Linked DNA regions of Hordeum vulgare: region 1 is linked to region 2. The links are chromatin contacts, called in public Hi-C maps. All regions are on one chromosome and are shown on one strand. The core of a region is the stretch at or near the end of the contact, and the rest is flanking DNA. Distances in the headings are between cores, read along the strand shown.

Region 1 (6,626 bases), core at 36-2,535, 550 kb before region 2:
CATACGCTTACGACGGAGACCACGTACCGACGGGCCAACGCCTTTTCAACCAGGAGAAACACGCCTTTCCAACCATCTGCCTCTTTCTCTCTCTCTCTCTCTCACCCGTTTTAGACGGTGAAAAGTATAAACTCCACCAGTAGAGGCGTAGGAGCAATGGCTGCAGGTACCCCTCGATCCAGTCGCTGACTGTGCATGGTTGATTTGATCATCTCCATGGATGATTACCGGTTGAAACGTGTCGAACAAATCAATCATATCCTGCACTAATACGTAACCGATACTTTTTAAACATGGTACGCACAAACTAGAAGAATTGGACGCGCTTTGCTGCGCCGTTGGTGCTATTGAATTTTCATAAGAAAATTACTCTCCCTATTTGAAAATATTAGGTGCATTTGTTTTTTTTGAAAAGGCAAACCTCTAAGTTTCACCAAATTTGTAAAAAAATGTCAAATCAATGTCATTGGCTTCATCACGAAATGGATTTAGTGCAAGTTAAAGAAATTCCTCTTTTGAAAAACAAATATGATTTATATTTTTGAACCGATTGGGTATTTGGTTTGGCGAGTTCGGAAGATGAGGGAGTGTTTTTTACATTTATTTATAATGCGGTGTTATGGGGCTTTGCACGGTGTGATTCTGGGTTATCAGCTAAACAATCCATACCTATGTGGTGAAATTTTCTACATCAATGGCTTCATGTTTCCACTTCTTTTTTCTATGTGGTGCGGTGGTGCGTGAGATTGATATGTTTCTATAAGTTGGTCGATGTTATTTGTTAAAAATAATCATTGACACCGTCAAAATATGAACCAAATAAATTAAATACCTTAATCAAATAGGAGAGCTCAAAATTAAGGAGAATAGTGAATTAAAAGAATGGAATGAGAGAGTTCATTAAGAAATTATTGACCCGATAAAATTAGTAAATCTATATTATAAAATATATTTATATACATTCATATGTAGTTTATAGTAAAAAAATAAAAAAGTATTTAAAAACGAAGGGAGTACGATGTACAAGTAAAAACTCTTTCGTTGATGGAGGTATATAGAAATTGCATGCACGCATGCATCACCATAAGAAATATCTAGGGAGGAACGACATGCATCATCATATGGCTTGGACCCGCACCTCATGGGCTGGCTTCGGTCGATCTGGTAGAACTGTTCAGCGTACGTGTGGGCCGGTGGATGCAGACTAGCTTGCAGTGTATATCCACCAAAATCATTTTCTTAATCGGACCTGAGGGTATTAGGAAAGGAAAAATCTTGCAACTTGCAATGGTAGCTAGTGACTCCATGTATTAATTTCTTGCAAGTTGTGAGGTTTATCTACTGTGTATAGTACCACAGATATGCAAGTGTACGCATGTGTGCATGTTCTTGTCCTTCTCCTTCTTCGGTTGGTGATGAGTCAACTTTGATTTTGTCCAGTATCACTGTATTAGCTCATCCATGTGTGCATACATACTACACCCTCTGTAAATTAATATAAGAGTGTTTAATTAGATTACTAAAGTAGTATTCTAAATGCTTTTATAGTAGTTTACAGAGGGAGTATTATATATTTCCGTTTGAAAATACTTGTCATAAGAATGGATTTATCTAGATATTTTTAGTTCTAGATATATTTATTTTTATCTATTTATGCAACAAGTAATTTCCGGCCGGAGAGAGTACCTGTCTTTCCATGCATTATGTATATCCTACTTGGCAATTGAAAAACGACGGCATCAACATATATCTGGTATTTCTCCAATCAGCCAATGGGTTTTAGCTATATAATTAGTACCAGTGGCGTTCCTCTGACATGCTCTTCATGGTCTCACATGTAAACATCAGAGGCAACAGTTTCCATAATGATGGTACCGGTCAGTGCATGATACTGCAATTAAAGAAGCGGCAGGCTGCAGGTGAGATCGGACCGGTAGCCGGTAGGTACTCTCTACTCTGTGTGGCAGTTGGTAGTTTTTTCCGGTACCAGAGACCAAAGGTTGGTACTCCATCTGATGAAGGGAGAAAGATTCCAAAAACCTTGATTTCGGTAGGCCCAATATGCCCAATTTGCGATGTACGTACGCGTGAGAGAGATTGAACTATATGCAGGGACCAGACCAGACTGAGGTAGCTCCGTGGGCCACTTGCCACATGCATGATCTGCTGCAAATGATGCACACTTAAACTGTTATTAATAAATGAATATAAACAAGCAAATATCAGGATAGCAAGGTTAGCGTTTGGAATGTACGATCAATAATTCAGGTGTGCATTTTACACAGAGGAATCTTCTGGAGGGCAATCATGATGCCCATGATATGATTATAAAAGTGATCATATGATTAGAAGATCATTAGCGCGCGGCGATTTGCCGCTCAAATGATGGCGGCAGGAGGGTCGTACGTGTGTAATAGACCAGCTGAGTAGTCAGGCAGTCGATGTCGATCGATAATTAATGGGGACTTGTAGTCATGCACGTACATGTGCGTGAGATGTGCAGGTTGCCACGATCTTCCATCTTCATCCATGCATGAGATGGACATGGAGGTCGATGGTCGAGGTCGACCGGCCGACGCTGAGGTGGTTGCAGATAGCGTCCATGTGACTCCATGTGCGCGCGCGGGCGCCGGCGTACGTCTGATCGGCCGGACGGACAGACGGCGGACGGTCCGTCGTTCGTTGGCGCGCGGGACCGGCCGGCAGGCCGGCCGTCCGCCGCAGGGTCCCCGCCCAAGCTCGATCACAACAAAATGCATGCATGCATGCGTGGTTTGCTCGACACACGCATGGATGTGTCCCTGTCATTGGCCTCTCGGCCAAGATAGTCGTACCAGTACATTTGTTGCTTTTCGAAGAGAGTTTGATAGCAGAACAAAGCAAGAATGTTAAACACAATTGAACTAACACGTGAAGTAATTTCATAGGATCGTCACAAAGATAATAATCGTAGCAGTATGGCTATGATCTCTAAATATCCCAACCTCTAGACTTGGGCTTGTTGTTCAAAACAAGTGCGGGATTTTTTTTTGGAAAAGGAGGTTAAACCCCCGGCCTCTGCATCAACTATATTTATTAATTATTTCATAATGATTTAACAAAAATATACATCAATCCATGTGAAACCACCACTCAAACCTATAAACCCGATAACGTGGAATGCTTTCACTTTTCATATTTAAAATCGGTGTCGTCACCAATCCATCCGCATAACGTATCGGGACCAACAACTGATGCAGCAGACCTAAAACGCACACCATTGCACATGTTTTAGAAGCCATCATCATTGGACCATTGACTCATCTTCAGGAGAGAGATCCGCATCATCCTTGCTAGTCCGGACATTCGTCGACACCACCACGGCGCCAATGCCATGCGCTCATTCGTCCAGAGGCGGAACTCTAGAAGAAATGTCATGCGTAACACCTGCCAACCAGGCATGACTCGGCGTATCATCTGTCGGCCAGGCATGACTTGACGGCTCCGCAAAAGCTTCGTGCAAGACGAAACCGTTCAACCTCCTCCATCTGTGATCGAGCGCTTCTCCATAAAAGATGCTCCCAATAGAGAAACGACACCGCAGTACCGCCAACGTCCGATCTGAAAGGCCAGATCTTAGGGTTTCCCCCGAAGCAGTGCCCACCACCAGCAACCGTCAAGGATTCACACAGTGCCCACCATCACTCAGCCCTCAAGGTGACTCCTTCAGGAAGGTCATGACGTCAAAGACTTTGCTACCGCCCACCGAAGTTCAGGTTTTCACCCGAGAGGCAGGTAGGGGGGAAGTGGAGGAGCAGAGGAAGACCAACATCTCCAAGAAGAAAATCGCCCTTGAGCATCGTCGTATGTGCGGCCGGCCGGGACCGACCAAGGGGTTTCCCCCAATCTGGATCTCCTCCACCGGCTTCACCCGCGGCCATTGGCCCGGGTCCCGACAGGACACGCCGGCACCGCGAGGAACCCGCAGGAGGGAAGCACACCGATCAGGGCCGGAGGACAACGGTCAGATCAGGCGCCGCCGGCCGCCAGAGCAGCCATGCCAGGCCCTGGTCCATCGACGATCCGTCGGTCGTCTGACCAGACTACTCGCACCACGCTAGCCCCGTCGCTCAGCGCATCACGGAGGAGCATCGTCGAAAGGGCCGCCTCCCCAGATCTCATCGCTCTCCAGCTCAAGGCGGGGTATCAAGGGCCCCGCCGCTACGGTCCACGGCTGCGGCATGGGCTAGCCCGACGCCAGCCTAATGCGGCGGCGAGGAAGGGAGGGAGAGGAGATGGCTATGCCGACGGTGGGAGAGGGGTCACCCCTGAGTCGCCCGAGAGCGTTGGACTTCGGGATGGATGGGAAGAGGGTGAGGAAATGGTTTTGGATCTAGTCTCTGTTGCGAAGGAGGCGGTCGGAGGCGGGAGATCAGGCGGCGGCGGCGGCGGCGGAGCTCCCTCCCGCTGTGGGCGAGGGAGCCGCAAACCCAAAGTGTAATTATTCATAAAATTGGATGGATAATTTCACTTCCTCGTTCTCTGCACAAAATATGAATGCATACGGTCTTTTAAGTATGACTATTAGGATTTTTATTTGGTTACACATAAGCCTAACCTAGTCCTCGATAAAAAAGTGACTATCCAAGCCTGGTCTAACCCTTGATAAAGAAATGAGTATTAGAAAAGTCTGGTCCTTCAAAATAAGTAGGAATCTAAATTTGTCTCAGTAAGAATTCGAACCCAGATATTAAGTAGATGTTAAGTTTATACATCCATTCTCTCAATGAATTGAGGTAGGCTCACTCCCCAAAACAAGTACGAGCTAGTAGTTCGACCAATTTAATCGACAAGTAAAGCGATAAGAACATACTACCACGGGGAAAATTACGGTTGTATTGTAGCCGGAGTTTCTTAATTTGGAGCACAGGTGAAATTATTTTGGTGTCTATAGCCATCTGCTTTATATTAATTTAGTGAGCTAATTAATATTTCATCACCTAACCACTGATTAATCGGATTTGATATTATCAGCACCTAGTGATTTATTGGGATCAAAAGTGAAGGGGTCCAATTAACTAACTACTACCAGACGTCTGTACGTGTGCACAAGGGGTGGGATAGTAGTTAATAACACGACGACTCAATCACATAACAAAAATCTCAAATTTCAATTATATATATTAGAAGATTGGTCACGGAGCATCTTGACCCGCCGCCTAATCAAGCTAGAAACCAGTCTATGATTTCTAACAACCAAACTAAGAGCAACTCTAGCAGACCCGCATCCCGTCGACCCGCAAAACACGTTTACAGGTCGCGCAAAATCATTTTTACGGGCCGACGCGGGCTGACATAGATGCAGACCCCCCAAACAGATCCGTAAACAAGTATATTTGCGGAATATATTTTTTTACAGGTCGGCTTTGCGGGGTCTGCTCGGGCTCCACCACGACGACCCGCAAACAGAAAAACTGCAAATCTCGCATTTGACATAGGGTTTGGCAAACAAGTTCAAATTCAAACGAAATAAACAGTTTGCACTCAAATAAAAGCGAAGTTCATTACGCAAAAGAGGGCATGCAAAGGTTTGCGCCCATGTCCGGCATCATCTTGGGGGTCGATCTTCACTCCGTGCCATGGGGTCCATATTGAAGTTCATCGGCGCCATGGAACCCACCCCTGTCGCTTGTTCCAACTCCCGCACTGAAATCATCCACATTGGCACCATATGGAGCAGAGAAAACATCACCGGAACTGGAACACGGACTGGTCGAGGCGACCATTCTCCTCTTCAAGATCTCTCTCCTTGCCATATCATGCCATGTTTTGGTGAGGTCGTTTATGTCATTGCGGTTCATTGACATGATCTTGTTCTCCTCGGCGAGCAACAATGACATCGATTTGGTTTCAGAGGCGCGTGCTTTTCTCTCCTCAATGGCAGCTTTGCGGAGCCCCTCTTCCTTGAGCATTTGCCATTTCTCTTGCTTCTCTTTTGCCTTCTTCTCGGCCAACTCTTTCTTGATCTCCAACGACTTAAACAACATCAACTCGTTTGATTGCACCATGGCATCAATCTTCTCCCTCAAGCTCGCTGCTTCTTGCTCTCTCTTCATCTTCTCTTTAGTCTTCTTCTCGCCATCGGGCTTGTGCAAATTTCTTGGGCCATCAACATCCTCCTCTTCATCCATGTTTATAAGTGAGCCTCTCTTTGGTGGCGATTCTCTGTCGATCAACTTCCACTTGTGCACTTTTGGCGTAACTCCCAACAATGCTCTAATTTGAAGAATTTGCCTTCCGAAGCTTCCATGTCCTTGTATCTATGTTGAGCAATCTTGTCCTAAAAAATGTGAACAAAGTGATGCAATCATTTCCCATGATACATTATGATGATGCACAAATTGAACAAAGGAAAAACAAACTCACATAGTCGGACTCCACGGTGCCACTTGGAGGTGCATTGCGTACTTGCTCCAAGCAAGCTGCTCAACGGCTGCACATAGGCTTGATATTCTCCCAACGCCCTTGAAGTGACCGAAATGTGTGTGCAGTCCTATTAGGATACCTTTTCATAATGCAGAAGTATTGATCTTCGATCCTTTGCCAATATCTCTCGGTGGTTTGAGAAACACCCGTGCATGCATCAA
Region 2 (6,001 bases), core at 3,136-5,635:
TGATGACTTGACAACCTCAAAATATGACATTTTAGTATCTCGAATGTGTTCATAGAGCTATGCATGCATTCATGATTGGTACTCCCTTCATTTTTTTATACAAGGCTATAAACCCATATTACAGATATAAAGGCAAAAGTTGCTGCCTTCTAAGTCAATGTTTGAAGATAACTTGTCTTTTTGTTTGTCGTGTAAATTAATGTGTATTTTTCTTTTTCATCCGCATCAAGCGAATGATCTTACTCCCGCATGCATGTAAGGGATAATTAATGTCCTTTTTGTTAATACTACGAGACAAACAACATTAATATTGCATCGATTAGTGTGAGTGGCCTTGTATTTTTGCAATTTGTAATTTTGATAGTGGCCTTATATATAAAAATGAAGAGGGTATGTGAAAAGACATATATATACCGAGAAATTTAAACAAAGGTGTGCAGCTCGGGCTGGTCACCTTAAAAATATCATAGACAGTGTCATGCTTGTCAACTAGACATTTTGATTGAGGTGTCACATAATTAAATAAGAAAAGACAGGATAAATATATTAAAACATATTAAACAACATAATAATTTGTATCATGCATATCAATAAATAAGATCTCTATGATATCATATACTACCTACGTCCGGAAATACTTGTCCTATAGTGAATGTATCTAGACTTATTTTGGTTATAGATACATCCATTGTATTCATTTTTAGGACAAGTATTTTCGGACGGAGGAAGTATGAGTCATGTGTATATGATATTTTTCATTGTGACCGGCCTTAAGAAGGCGACGTAAGAGGAGGACCCACGGGCACATGGGATATATCCGAAACAGTTATCCCGAGACAGCCACGCCGCAACGCAGACACAAAACACTTGACAGGGCAGGTACGCATCGGTCGACAAGTAGACGCCGCTCGTGTCGTGTCGTGATCCTGCTGCATGGCCAAGTTGTGACCTCACGAGGTTGACGCCCGCCATGCTGGCCAGGGAACCCCCCCCCCCCCCCCCCCCACCACCACCACTGGTATCGTCTCGAATATATACGTACATATGTTTGTTGTAGTGATCTGTGATGGACAAATACATGTGCACGCGCGCTCCATGCGCGTGGATATGTACGGCCAAGGGCATGAGAGGTAGAGTACGTACGTGCGTATGTAGGCGCGGCTGGCGGCAGGGAGAGGTCGCCGTCGCCGTCGGCGGCCACCGCCAAAGCCGTGTCGTACCACGCGATTCAACCGCAGTTCGACGGGGGCCGTCTCTGCTTCGTGTCACGCCGGCTAACCATGCCCTGCTTCACGTACGGCTTGTCTCCCTTCTCTTGCATGTTTTCCTCGAGGCCAGGAGTACGTAATTCCACCGTTTCACCCACTACAAACTCTTTGTTTTTAAATATAAATCTTTTCAAAAAATGAATAAATTTATATTTTAAAATATGTTTATATACATCAATATATAATTAATATCAAAACATTTGAAAAGACTTATACTTAGAAACGGTGGTTACAAAGCATACATGCCATGCAATCCTACAAAGAACATGCATGCACGAAGAAGAGGGAAGAGTTTTTTTTTTTGAAAATAAGAAGAGGGAAGAGTTAATTAAACCAGTACGATTTGTGAAGTCAAAGTGTCTCTAATATAAAATTTGTGTTAAGTCAAACTATCTCTAATTTAACTAACTTTACAGGAAAAAAGTTTTATCACTCAAAATAACAAATAAATATCTTAGATTCATTATGGGATGTAGTTTCGTATTATATTGTTTTTTTCAATTTTTAAATATAAGACCTTTGAGATATTTCACTAAGAACTAACTACATACGAATGTATATATATAGACATATATTAAAATATAGATCCATTCATTTTACTTCATATATGGTTCATATTAAAATTTCTAAAAGCGATTATATTTAGTAACGGAGAGGATATATTTGGTATTATAGGTATCGATATGTTTTAATATAAATTTGGTTAATGTTTATAAGGTTTGACGTGACAGAAATCTTATACAGAGAGCAAAAAGACTGGACAGGGTGTATTTGTGTAACTAAATTTGCAGGAAACTAATGAGTCGTACGTATCACACTACTCCTAAAACCCAGTAAATAATGCACAAAACGTGTCCCAGTTAGATGCGAGTGTTTCTGCCAATTAATATTCTCACTTTGAAAAGTAAAGTTTCCTTCTCGCTCTTTTGGGTTCAGCACAATGCATGCACAGGAGAAACCAACAGTTCGTTAGTCATCGCAATGTTTAAGATCAGCATTGCCCAAATTAATAATTAAAACCGGCCGTGACCCGTGAGCTAATTAAGTAATGGTTTGTTTCGTTCGCCGACAACAGTAACATGTTAGTGCAGCCATCAGCCAAACACATGGTGGCATAACTACGTTATCCAGCTGCAATCTACTAGCACAACACCTGCATGCAGGAGCACTATAAAGTAGGTTGATGGCAACGTGTCACGCTAACACAGAGTATTTAACTAGTCACGATCCACATGTGTAAGTTTGTTAACACCAAGCTTGATTAATTAGCTAGCAACAGGATGCTAGTACTCCTCCTACGTGGTTCCAATTATCCACGGAACCTTTTCGATCAGATGCTGATGCAAAAGTAGTAACAGCCCCACTCAGAACACAGAAAGAACGTTGAGATATCTATAAAGAAAATAAGGGGTTGACCGGTGTACGTATGAGGTGTATTAGCATTAAGACAGTACACTACTGCCACATGACCGGTTGACCCTGGTTGCTAACAAAGCACATTCCTCTAGCTGGTAATCTCAGTGGATAATGACAGTGACAATTGGGAAAATGTCAACCCACCAACAAGACCCTCGTGCCATGCTGCCCGCATGTTCCACTTCGGATGGTCGATCGACATCTGGTCAATTCCGATCCACTTGTTGATAAAATGCTAAACAGTGAACATGCACAATCCAGCTTTTTTGCTATTAACTCCTGATTAGTTATAATATTAGAAGGGTAATGCGCTTTCTATATCTAAATAGCTAGTCCCACTGAATTATTTCTCCCAACATGCGGACTATGCCACCTAAACATGTAAATATGCATGGAAAAAATCCCAGCTTATTAATAAAATATAATTAACCATATGTGGTTTTAGTTTTATTTTGTATATATTATTCATCCAAATATCCATGTTCGAAATAATTGAACATCATGAAAGTAAAGTTCAGCCAATTCCCAGGGTACCATTTTGTTGTTAAAGGGGTTTGATCCCATGGACTTAGTATGATCTAAACTAGTAGCTCTCTTTGATCTGAATTAATTGTCGCAGCTCTAGTACCACATGACTACACCCAACTTAATATTTTGAGAAATGACCAGTGCAAGGTACATTCAGACAACATCCACCTATGCTCGCATAACACTACTCACAAACCGAAACCACCGAGCCTCAATATTTACAAAATTATCACATGCATCATAGGTACGTCTCCAATCACTAGGAGGATAAACCACTTTAATAGAACACATATGATTTCAACGTGGTGATTGGTTCCTGGTGGACAATGGTACAAACCGCCTTTATCATCATCCAGAGTCAACCCAAGAATGCTTGGCTCTCCGGCTACACTCATCCTAGTTGATCCAACACTTATGGATAGATGAAGTAGATAACACACTATGGTTCCAAATTTGGAAAAAGATCGATAATGGTTAGTGTAGAGTCCACACAAGTTAACCAAGCCAATCAAGCCATATATATACACCTGGTGCAACCAAAGACTAATATAATGCTTACTTTTTAATACATGGTGATCAAATTAACCCTACTAATTAATATGTAACCATAGTAGTCCCTCCATTTACTAGTAAAAGGTCACTTCATATTTTTATGTCGAACTTTAACCATTAATTTTACCAACAAAATGTGAGCCATATGTCATAAGAAGTATGACACTGGATGCACATTTCAAAGAACTTTTTGATAAAAAAAATTGATGACATATGACCTGCAGTATTTTGCTGACAAAAATTATAAATCAAAGTTTAACCCGAAAAACAAAGTGTCTTGTATATAAAACCGGAGGAAGCATATAGAAACTGAAAAGGAAAGAACCATCATTCCTACTTTGGCTTGCACGTAGACATACGAGCGCTCCTTCACTGAGCATGTAGCTAGACGCGTCACCGGCACATCTGCAATACGTACATATATACGCACGGCACGTAGATGTGTATATATATACAAAAACATATATTGTATTTGGCGAGGTCGACCTGAAGGATCGAGTGGCGCAACCTCTGACCTGTCGTCTACGGCACTTCAAGTGTACGCATGCAACTAGCTAGCTAGCCAGAGCAACTGGCTACCACACTCACTGTGCTTAATTTGCACACACATGCAAGCTAGCTACAGAAGCTGGCACGTACACATGCACCACGCAAGAATAAAACAAGGAAAACGATCAACGTCCCATTGTCCAGAAGAAACAAGAGAGATTAATTCAAAGGAAAACAAAAACTAGGGGAGGACAGTGACTGATTGATGCATTGGTGTTCGATCGGTAGAAGTGACATGGACAGCAACGGACAAATATAATATAAATGATTAGTGATAACTGTATTTTTTATTAGTGATAACCTGCAATTCATAATTAGTTGTGTGATGATGATAGCGACTAGCGAGGCGAAAGAGTTGACCCAAGTAAACCCGACCCGGTCAATGTGGAATGATTATTTCCGAGCACAACTAGTAAAAGAAAAGATTATTTTGGTCCACAAAGATGCTCATGGGTTGCCACCTTGGGGCATCTCACTCTAGATTGCCAAGTTTATTGTGAGCGTTAACTAGCTAGCTGCCGTTGAGGATAAACCCCATACCTGCATGGCACATATAGACGGATGGATAGACAAAGACGAAAGAGAGAAGCGTGGCATGCATGCATGACCACTTAATTCGTTTTCTGCAACATATATAGGAGAAAGACGCATGCAGTGATGCAATCAAGCAGGAATTACGCAGGCCGATTTGGGACACGGCCAGCTAAAAGAATACGAGAACTTATATACCATACTTAATTCATAGACATGCGAGGTGGCGCCATGGCATTGCAAGATGTTGGATGCATGGAACGCACGCTAGATTACAAACGAAATAGAATTGCATGTGTGTCCAGCGTGGTCACACATTTGTAGTCACGCTAGTACCAAATTCGGTACTTCTTTATATATATTCGTTGCCATCTTAACAAATGCATATATTGGTTCCCGCTTTATAGGCGATCGATGATCAGTCGTACGTGGTGATGAATAAACTAGCACGTCGCATTTTCCTTGAGAAGCATAAAGTATCCCCGGCATCACAGTGACGAGATGTAAGCTATATATATGGCTAGGTGATAGATGGATGTACTCTAATTAGTTGTCTATAAGCTTATAGTTAACTAAACCGGGAGTGACGTGTCTAACATTGTTGATAAAATAGTGCAGAGAAGTCAGTGACAGTAGATTCTTCAGGCAGACAGGTAGGTAGGTAGGTGTCTGTGTGGGCGTGCGCGTGGCTGGAGCTGCCACGTTGATGCATCCGGCCTACACCTGAAGCCAAGCAGGCAGCGCCCATGCAGCCTTGCCTTCCTCCAAGGGCACACCACCTCCCCCGGGTACCACCCGGCCCTGCTATATGCCACGTATGTGCATATATAATTTCACTTTTATTTTATGTGCTATGATTTATGTATATGGATATGGAGACGAGACAGCGAAAGGGTCTAGCCACTGGCGTGGGGTGGCGTCTCTGAATATATCGATGCCGTAAACTTCACAAGAGAAAATCATCTATAGCCGCCGGACATAGCAAGTATGACTTCCTAGCATATCCCCATTTGTTCATGTGCACAGCCACGTTCTTTATTTTTTTTCCTTATATGCCCCATCATTTATATATGATTGATGGAGAGGAAGAAAGAGGAAGAAAAGAATGAATAAAGAAAAAGGAAAAGTGATTCGGGGTGGGTCTCGTCTTATGTGGT

What was found. A called contact is a pair of places that touch in the nucleus more often than the background predicts.
Region 1: a Hi-C map of leaf shows a contact between it and region 2, with 6 times the contacts expected there. The contact joins two enhancer-like sites. A contact is called at or near these places in 3 of 6 Hi-C or Micro-C datasets (leaf and seedling).

The regions. Positions count from the first base shown.
Region 1 is chr5H:15,964,875-15,971,500 of MorexV3_pseudomolecules_assembly, reverse strand. No RefSeq gene overlaps it. Among protein-coding and RNA genes, the nearest start is that of LOC123395880, 180 kb to the right of the region's middle. Within about 2 kb of position 1,285, at least 3 of the 3 cell types and tissues checked have open chromatin away from gene starts, as enhancers often do. A contact at or near this core is called in leaf and seedling, where this site is marked.
Region 2 is chr5H:15,418,830-15,424,830 of MorexV3_pseudomolecules_assembly, reverse strand. No RefSeq gene overlaps it. Among protein-coding and RNA genes, the nearest start is that of LOC123399074, 140 kb to the right of the region's middle. Within about 2 kb of position 4,385, at least 2 of the 3 cell types and tissues checked have open chromatin away from gene starts, as enhancers often do. A contact at or near this core is called in leaf and seedling, where this site is marked.